Regions from separate parts of the Mus musculus genome. Here region 1 is linked to region 2. A link is a contact called in public Hi-C data. All regions are on one chromosome and are shown on one strand. Each heading gives the region's core, a stretch centred on a gene start, on an enhancer-like site or on the middle of the called end of the contact. The rest is flanking DNA. Distances are from core to core; before and after follow the strand shown. Region 1 overlaps Taf4 (TATA-box binding protein associated factor 4). Region 2 holds the start of Adrm1 (adhesion regulating molecule 1).

Region 1 (4,386 bases), core at 676-3,175, 250 kb before region 2:
TACTTTTAGGTTCAACAAACAACAGCAGGGCTGGGATGGGCAGGGAACACTCAGCCACAATATTTAAGAAATGCCAAAAGTTAGAAATTGAGTCACAGGATCAACCTGGCACCCACACTTTCTGACAAGCAAGTACTGACACTAATGGGGCCCAGACAGCTTCATGTAGGCACACCAACCTGGGCCTCCAACCCAGTGGTATAGCTGTCACTACTCAACCTGAGGGGTCAGCAGTCAGGTGAGAATAAGACACAGATTCTCCATTGTGTGCTACAGGCCTCATGAGCAACAGGATGTGTGTGAGTCGGTGGTAAAGCCAAAAGTGCAGGCTGAGGCACAGCACAATGAATGCTACACTCATTCAGGGTTGGCCACAGCAAGAAGAGCCTCAGAACTACGACCAGCTGACCTGAGTAAATGGTCCTGAGAAGACTATGGCACCCAAGTGTACCCTAAACCCTCTTGGGCTATGGGAGCACACACAGGTCATCCAACCTGTGGAGTTTCAGAGGCCCCTGGGAGTCCTTAGCTGATGGTCTAGGAAGGGTCACGGATGCAGTGAATGTGTTCCTGGCTACTGGAATTGAAGCTTCTGCTCAGAGCTTGATACAGGGATCCACAGGAACAAGGCATTTGCTAGCACCCACATAAAAGCTGAAACCTTAACATGGTAACTACAGAGGACTCTTTGAGGTATTTCAAGGGTGGATATGGACACAGAAACAGACAGGCAGACAGACAGGCAGGCTGACACACTCTCTCTCTCTCTCTCTCTCTCTCTCTCTCTCTCTCTCTCTCTCTCTTTTATGCATGCACAAACACACACACACACACACACACACACACACACACACACACACACACACAGGAACACATAAGGACACAGACACGAACAAACATGGACATGGACACACACGATGGCGATACCAGGAAAATTCTCACTGGTATATGAGTCTGGGCCTCCTGGGTTATACTGCTGTGGCTACCCACCTGGCCCCATCCAAGGCTATTGAAAAAAACTAAATAAAAAAGTGAGTCTATTTCTTGTCTATCTAGCTTCATCTATTAAGGCCAGCCTGCTATACACAGGGTCTGTGTAGCTAGTTCTATGTCCTAAGGGAAGCACTGGGCTTTAGTTCCTCCCCAAGGTCACAGGGTTACAAAGTTACAGTCTGACTCTTTTCTCTACCAAGGAGTCCCACTTCAGGAATAGGCTAGAGCTCTGTACCTCAGAGTGAGTGTTTCTGGGAAAACCTCAAAGACCATGAATCTGCACCACTGTCCTAGCCAGCCATTAGGTTAGAATAGTATTGGAAAAGCAGCCGACTAGGACCAGACCTATCAATGGCTACCATCCTTACAAACGCATCTCTGCCTTCACTTCTGCGAACTGCCACACATGAGCCATGCTCACCTGCAAAACATTTGAAGAACACTAATAGACACTTAGAACTCTGCTAAGAAATGACATCAATTCTAAAAGGCTCAGCACCAGGACAGCCTGGCCACCTCTCCAGTGCAAAACTCTAATGAAACCCCTGGGAGAAAATGCCCCCATGCTTAGCCAGAGGTGTTAGAAGAGAGGATGCCACCCCTACAGTAGCATGACCACACTCTCAGCAAGGTTGCTCACAACAGGTGGAGATGGAAGGAACCTAGGACATGTACCCAAGTGGTCCAAAGACAGGCAGTGAGAAAGGAGCCTCACAGGCTGCAATGGGTCCTCAGATGGGAGAACAGAACCTTCCACACAGGAGGAATGAAGGGGAAGAAATGGGGGGGGGGGGGGTTCAGGGTCTATAAAACAAGCGTCCATAGGGTCAGTAGAGGTCCTGAGCAATCACAGCAAGATGTGGTACAACCTAGACAAGAGTTCCCAGTACTGCCAGGAGAGGGTGCCATCACCCCACAAGAAACACAACACCTAGGTGCCACATTTGGAGGTAGAGCACACCCACAGACAAGTTCCTAGTCAAGCAGAGGTAACAAAGGGCAGGCTGTGCCTATGAGCAACAGGCCCTGGATGTTCAGAGCAATGAACGCTACACTCATTCAGGGTTGGCCACAGCAAGAAGCACTGCCCTTACAGAGAGCAGAGACAGAAGAGGCCAGTGAGGACATACAAAAGGAATGCTAAGCAAGTCCAGGAAGAGAAGGAAAATCAGAAAAGAGAAGGAAAAAAGAGTGATGAGGGTCAGAAAGGAGGTCATGCAAAAAGCTATGAATTTTGTAAACTATGCAAACCAAGGCTTGCAGCACAGTGAGAGCCCAGGGCACAACAGCAGTGATTAACTTACCAAGGCAAGAGAAAGCATGGCACCTCGCCTTTAACCAACCTGCAGGTCAGGACAATGTGATCAGCCACCACTGGATGGCAGCAGCAAGAAGCACGGCTGAGTTGCTGGAGGCTGGCTTCATCTTCCCCCACACCGCTTAAGACACAGGTTCAATTAGCCTAGGGCTGAAAAGCAACATCTCCAGGAGGCCAACCTCACAGGGTCTCAAGTGAGAAGGGAAGCAGAGGTGTGAAGAGAAGACACCATTACATTAGTGAGACCAGGGACATTCACAAACTGTGTACGGATGAAAGTAACCACAACACAGACAAAGCACAACAGCCTTCACAAAGAAGCCAGGAGTGGCTGTGAGCACTGGTTACCCCAGCTCTTAGGAGGTGAAAGACTGAGTTGAAGGCCAGCCATGCAATCAAAAAACTGTAAAGAAACAGGGAATCCTGGCACACACCTTTAATCCCAGCACTCAAGAGGCAGAGGCAGGCGAATGCATCTCTGAGTTCAAGGCCAGCCTGGTCTGCATGATGACTCCCACCAGAGCTACACAGAGAAAACCTGTCTCAAAAACCAAAACAACAAGGACAACAAAAATGAAAATGAATGCAGGGCGGGTCATGGTGGCACAAGCTGGCAATCCCCAAACTTGATAAGGAGGTTTCAGTGAATTTAAGGTCATGCTTAGTCACAAAGCAAGTTCAAGTCCAGTCTGAGCTGCAGGAGCTGCTGTCTCAAACAAACAAAGTTACATGTACAGGTAAAGAAACAGAAGATGATAAAGAAACATGAATGTGTATGCACCGGTGTGTGTGCACTGCCTGTACACATGTGCATGCGAGGCTACAAGTTAATGGCTGCCTTACTTGTGTAGTGAGAATTTTGGTTTCTTTGAAAAAGACAGAAATATTATAGGAATGTTTTCATTTTAATCCCAGGTGTGGGGCTGCTTCAAACTGACCACAGCAACTATGGTTTGCCTTGTGCTCTAGTAAGGGCAGGATTTTGCCAGTTACAGATGGTTTCTACAGTTGTGGGACATTTAGAATTCTGGGAACTTTTCAGAGGGTATATAATGTCAGGGCCGCCAAGAGTTGGTTGTTGTTGTTGGGCTATTGGTTGCTGTTGATTGCTGTTGGTCAGCTTGTTAAGTAGTCGTGTGTAAAGAACAAGAACTTAGACATAAAGATGAAGATCAAACTTGCCCTAAGAAACTTAAGCCCTGATCAGCAGGAAGCAGTTTAAGGATGTTAGCCCTTTCCCCCTCTATCCTTCTGTCTCTCCTATTGAGCAATAGGGGTGGGAAAGGGGTGGAGATGGGTGGAAGAAAAAAGAACTCACTAAGTAGCTAAAGTCTGCTACATATTTGAGACAGTGTCTCTCACTCACTGACTCAACTATACTGCCTTTAGCAAGCCCTGGGTTCTATCCCCCACCTCCATCCCCCAGTGATGGGATTATGGTACACACTACAGCACCTGCATTTATGCCTCAACCAGGTGATGAGTTACAAGGACTTACACCTTACAATAATTCAGCAAGCCACAAAAATACCCAGCAGGAAAAGTTCACTCATGTCTTTTAACTCCCCTGGTATTCTTCTCAAGGTTTTACTCAGTTCTTGGCCTCACTTCTGTGTGGACTTTGCAGGCCTGCACACTTGAACAGCAGACCCAGTTGCTGCAGCTTTTTGGACAACACATTTACATAGATGCTGGCCAAAGTTTCCTTCCTATCCCACACTCAGACTTCTTACCTGCCCTGAACTGAGAGGGATGCCCTGTACCTCTAGGGTCTCCACACCAAGAGAACACTACACAGGGAGTCACTGCTGGCACTAGGGCTGGAGATGGGTCAACAGTCCTTGGCAGGGACAGCACTGCCCTGCTGAAGTCACTACTCTGAGCTGACCCAGTCTGCCTGCACACCTCCACAGCAGGACAGGGCTGACCAAGCAAAGCAGACAGCAGTTTCTATGGGGATAAAAGCGAAACCGACTAAGAGGCCTGGTGGCAACCGAGGGTTCACTGAGATTTTCACCCCAGCCTCCCCAGGATAGAGGCTCACTCTCCATCAAGACTCACGTAAAAATAGTCAA
Region 2 (4,441 bases), core at 1,935-4,434:
AGGTGAGGAGGCCTTGAGGGTGCCTCCCTCATGCATAGGACTAAGCCCTTATGAAGGCAGGTGTCCTACCACATAGCCCTACTAGACACCGAAACTGCCCTGCTTTGACCTTGGTCTTCTGCTGGAAACTGATTTGTGTTCATTTAGAGGAACAGAGTAGCACCTGCCCAGTGAGCCCCGTGCATATTGTGGATGTCTAAGATCATGAACTTGGGAGAAACATTACTGGTTCTCATAGACCCACCTGGAAGGTGCAGCCTGGGAGGCAGGGGCAGGGGAGTGTGAGCTGTCTGTACTTTCTGCTCAGTTCTCTGGTGAACCTAAAATTATTCTGAAGAATTAAGTCTATTAATAAGACAAATGGAGAGAAAGCCATACCTGCCGAAGTCAGCTCCCCAGTGGCTGACTTCCCTTATGGAAACTAAAGACAGAAACCATCCACAATGTAGTCCACACAGGTCAGGGCCAAGGTAATCACTGCAGCCTACCCACTGTTGGGTTCTACTACAGGTTTGGACATTCCAAGGACTGTATTTGTGAACTGCAGTAACTGTGGGGACCAGCATCTTTGCCTTTTTTGTGCCGTTATGCAGCACTCAAATGGAGTGGCCACGAACACAGCCTTCTCAGCACCCAGCTAGGATGGTGTGCTTCCCGCTACAGAATACTTAAGGAAGGCATGGGAGGTGCCATAGGACTGTAAGCTTTCCTGGCTCATGAGAAGATACTGGATCCAAGGCCCTCAACATTCATGACCTGGCAGAAGCCCAATCTCCTGGCTTTGAAATGTGGGTTCTTTGTGACTCTAGTAGCAGCTTTGACATATGTGGCAAGTAACATTTGCTTGGGGCCACAACCAGGTTAGATTTTCTTCTTTTTCTCTTTGGCTGCTTCATGCTATAGTGTCAGCTTCTGACACCAGGCTCCACCACTGCCTTCTGGAAACTAAGATTCTCAGAAATGATGAGGGCTGCCTAGCACCACACAGAATTGTCACCTGCAAAGAAGTTTTGTTTATGTGGGCTTTAAACAGCCCGGGCTGCATCATCCCATTAAGGTTCTCAGCACCCACATGGTGACTTACATGTGTCTATAACTTCAGTCTTAAGGATCCCAGATAGCCCTCTTCTGGACTTTGCAGGCACCCAGCATGTACATATGTACACTCAGGCAAAACACCCATACACATAAGATGAAAACCAATTACAAAATCGAGCTGGAAATGTGACTTGGGGGTGAAGCACTTTTTTGGGGGGAGTTTACGAGACAGGGTTTCTCTGTGTAGCCCTGGCTGTCCTAGAACTCACTCTGTAGATCAGGCTAGCCTCCAACTCAAGAGATCCGCCTGCCTCTGCCTCCGAGTGCTGGAATTAAAGGTGTGCACCACCACACCCAGGTGGGGGTGAAGCAATTAACCAGGAATGTTTCGGCCCTGGGTTGGATAGCCAGCATGACAACAAGCAAAGATAAACTTTCAGTTTATGAACATAACAGTGAAGTGACAGCTCTATTTTCCAAACTGCTCCCAAATTAATTAAATCTTTAAAGAATGACTTAAAACATTTTATGTGTGTTTTGCCTACATGCATGTCTATACAATGTGTGTGTGTGCCTGGTGCTCACACAGGCCAGAAGAGGGCATCCGGTCTCATGGAACTGAGGTTCCAGACAGTTGTGAGCTGCCATATGGGTGCTGGAAATCAGACCTGGGGGCCTCTGCAAGAGCTGCCAGTGCTTTTAACCACGGAAGCATTTCCCCAGTCCCAATTAAATCTTTTAAATTGGTCTTGAACACTTGGCAGTTCTCCTGCCTCAGCCTTTTCAGGGCTGGGATTATCAGGCATGAGCCACCACACCTAACGAAATTCAAAGGTTTTTGTAGTAAAGCTGGAAACTGGGCCAGCGAGATGACTCAACAGGTAACATTGTTTGCCAGGCAAGTCTGGTAACCCAAGTCTGATCACAGGAACCCAGAGTGTAAAGAAGCAAGTTACTGAATGTTGTGCTTAGACTGCCACATGGGTGACACACACTTTTAAAAAAAGGAAACTACACAGGACAGAGTCCAACAAAAAGATGACAGACGCAAGCATGTAGAACTTACTGCATCAGAATTCCAAGCAGGAACTAAAGCGAGTGAGCCACAGTGGCGACAGAAATGCATCTTAGAGGCGGGACTCCCTCCAGCTCAGGCTGGCCTGGAACACGTTGGTGTCGGCGTCAGACAGTAGTAAGTGAGAAAAACTACTTTTCACCTTTGTTTCAGAAAAAGACCGCACACGTTTCACATATACACAGATGGTAACTTGTGGAGCATGCCAGAGAATTCAGCACTGCTTGGCCCTGGAGAGGGCTGGAGGGTGGGCCTGGGGCCTTAAAGCTGTCATAGAGGAAGCAAAGAAATGGAAGTGGTGTGTAAAAGAAACTGTGAGGACTCTTGGGCTTTACATTCTGCGAGCACCTCTGCCCTACAGGAAGGTGGTGGCACCCTACCTGACTAGCTACAAGCAGCCCTTAGACCCCACCCATCCGCGGTGCTCTGTGAACTTGTTCTTACAGCATTGAGCAACCCCATGCTACCTTCTCCACCCCACCTCCACTCCCCCATCCTGAGCAGCCGCTTGTACTTTCCTATAATGTATGTCAAATTAGCACAAAGTGACATGAAGCTGACACTTTCCTCGCTCTCGTGTCAAGAGACTACCTCCTACCTTTTAAACCATGTGACTATTTTATGTCTTGGGCCCTGACACCTCGCTCACCCAATAATGCAAATCAGACAGGCTGTCTCCCTGCGGTGTGGAGAGAGACAGGTCCATTCAGAACTAGATGGGTAACAGCGGACATCCGTCCCAGGGTACGTGTCACAGCTCAACCCCACGAGCACGTTGGTGTACGGTCCGGTGCCCATCACCCTGGTCTCGACCTCTGCAGCGCCGCCCCGCGGGGGCCCTTTCTGCGAGTCGTGGAGGCCGGGGCGCTGTTCCCAGCGCTGCCGCCAGGGGCCACCGCCGCTCCCCTATGACACAGCAACAATAGGGGCCGCTCTGGCCCGCGCTTCCGCCGGAAACAGGCCGCCGGCGCGGAGGCGGGCCGGATGCGATGGACGGTGACCAGGGCCAATCGGGACCTGGTCGGGGCCGGCCGCGCGGCTGACGGAACTCAATCCGCGGCGAGAGCGGCGGCGGGGCGGGCCAAGCACGGGCTTCCGGCGAGGCCCGGCAGGCGCCGAGGAGGAAGAGCGAGCCCGGACGGTGCCCCTAGGCCGAGTGTGAGCACCGCCAGGTAGGGGCCCGGTGGCGGCAGCGGCGGCTTAGGCGCACGCGGCTCCAGGCTGGGTCGAGCGGCGGGAGGACGGGACGCGGCAGCAGCCGGGGGGCCGAGTCAGTCCGGGCCGGCCGCCGGTGCCCCAGACGCGCCGGGGCCGGACGCAGCGAGGCTCCCTCCGCACGGGCGGGCAGTGACGTCGCGGGAGCAGGGGCTCCGCGGGGCTGCGCTCGGCCCTGCGCACAGCCCTGGCCTTGCGCAGCCTGGCGCGCTCCCGCTCCCGGGCAGTCGCGGGCCGACCGGCGTATGGGTGGGACATTGAGCACGCGACGCGGAACGACGGGCCTCGCTCTGTTTTTTCAGGATGACGACTTCAGGCGCTCTGTTCCCAAGCCTGGTGCCCGGCTCTCGGGGGTCTTCTACCAAATATTTGGTGGAGTTCCGGGCAGGAAAAATGTCATTAAAAGGAACTACGGTCACCCCAGATAAACGGAAAGGTCTCGTGTACATCCAGCAGACGGACGACTCCCTTATTCACTTCTGTTGGAAAGACAGGACCTCTGGGACCGTGGAGGATGTGAGTGCCTGTAGCCAGAACAGGCCAGCGGGGCAAGAGCAGGGAATATGGCTTCATCTTCCATAGATTAGTGTAGGGGTCCCAAGGTTGGCAGAGTGCTCCAGTCACTCTGTGAAGCCATGCACCCCGTGGTGACCATGGTTCTTAAGGTTTTAGCAGAGACAGCCTGCTGACAGGGTGATAGGGTGGGCTGGTGGCCTCAGCCCTGGCCTTAAACTTCCAGTCTTGTGGAGGAGTGTGCAGATATGACCCTCACCACAGCCTCGGGTAGTTTAGCGCTCTGAAGAGGCTGCTTTCCTTGGGGCTCTTTGTCTCCCAAAGTACATTGTTCTTTGTTACACTTAGGAGCAGCTAGCCAGAGTTGGTTGACCTTTTACTTCTTGGAACACAGTTCCAGAATGTTTCTGTTAAGTCGTCTGGTCCTCAGAGAGCACTTTTTCTATTCCTCCAGTCTGGGCCCTCTTCTGTTTGTCTTCACTGGGGTCTGAGACTTCTTGACTCCACCCTGTTATTGGGGTCCAGCAAATATTCAGGGACCTAAGCCTTGGTGGTACACACTTGTGTGCCTCTGTCTATCTGTCGTCTGACTGTCCTCCT

The links. A called contact is a pair of places that touch in the nucleus more often than the background predicts.
Region 1: a contact with region 2 is called in a Hi-C map of B cells, with 2.5 times the contacts expected there. The contact joins the enhancer-like site here to the promoter of Adrm1 in region 2. A contact is called at or near these places in 23 of 39 promoter capture datasets (the 3T3-L1 cell line, 3T3-L1-derived adipocytes, the C10 cell line and 13 more), 2 of 15 datasets of contacts at CTCF or cohesin (embryonic stem cells and large pre-B cells), 37 of 484 Hi-C or Micro-C datasets (B cells, the Ba/F3 cell line, CD4 T cells and 24 more), 3 of 115 datasets of contacts at active chromatin or transcription factors (bone marrow-derived dendritic cells, embryonic forebrain and embryonic stem cells) and 4 of 9 other capture datasets (adipose tissue, embryonic stem cells, liver and 1 more).

What each region holds. Positions count from the first base shown.
Region 1 is chr2:179,915,111-179,919,496 of GRCm38.p6, forward strand. The region is part of intron 14 of Taf4 (TATA-box binding protein associated factor 4); the gene reads right to left. Among named protein-coding and RNA genes, the nearest start is that of Taf4, 59 kb to the right of the region's middle. Within about 2 kb of position 1,926, at least 26 of the 459 cell types and tissues checked have an H3K27ac peak or open chromatin away from gene starts, as enhancers often do. A contact at or near this core is called in B cells, cerebellum, epiblast stem cells and 1 more, where this site is marked.
Region 2 is chr2:180,168,404-180,172,844 of GRCm38.p6, forward strand. It overlaps Adrm1 (adhesion regulating molecule 1), which reads left to right and starts at 3,185. Exons shown (of 10, transcript NM_019822.3): 1 at 3,185-3,285; 2 at 3,631-3,844. The coding sequence starts at 3,632. It overlaps Gm29886 (a long non-coding RNA gene), which reads right to left and starts at 2,847. Exons shown (of 4, transcript XR_867152.3): 1 at 2,763-2,847; 2 at 2,105-2,380.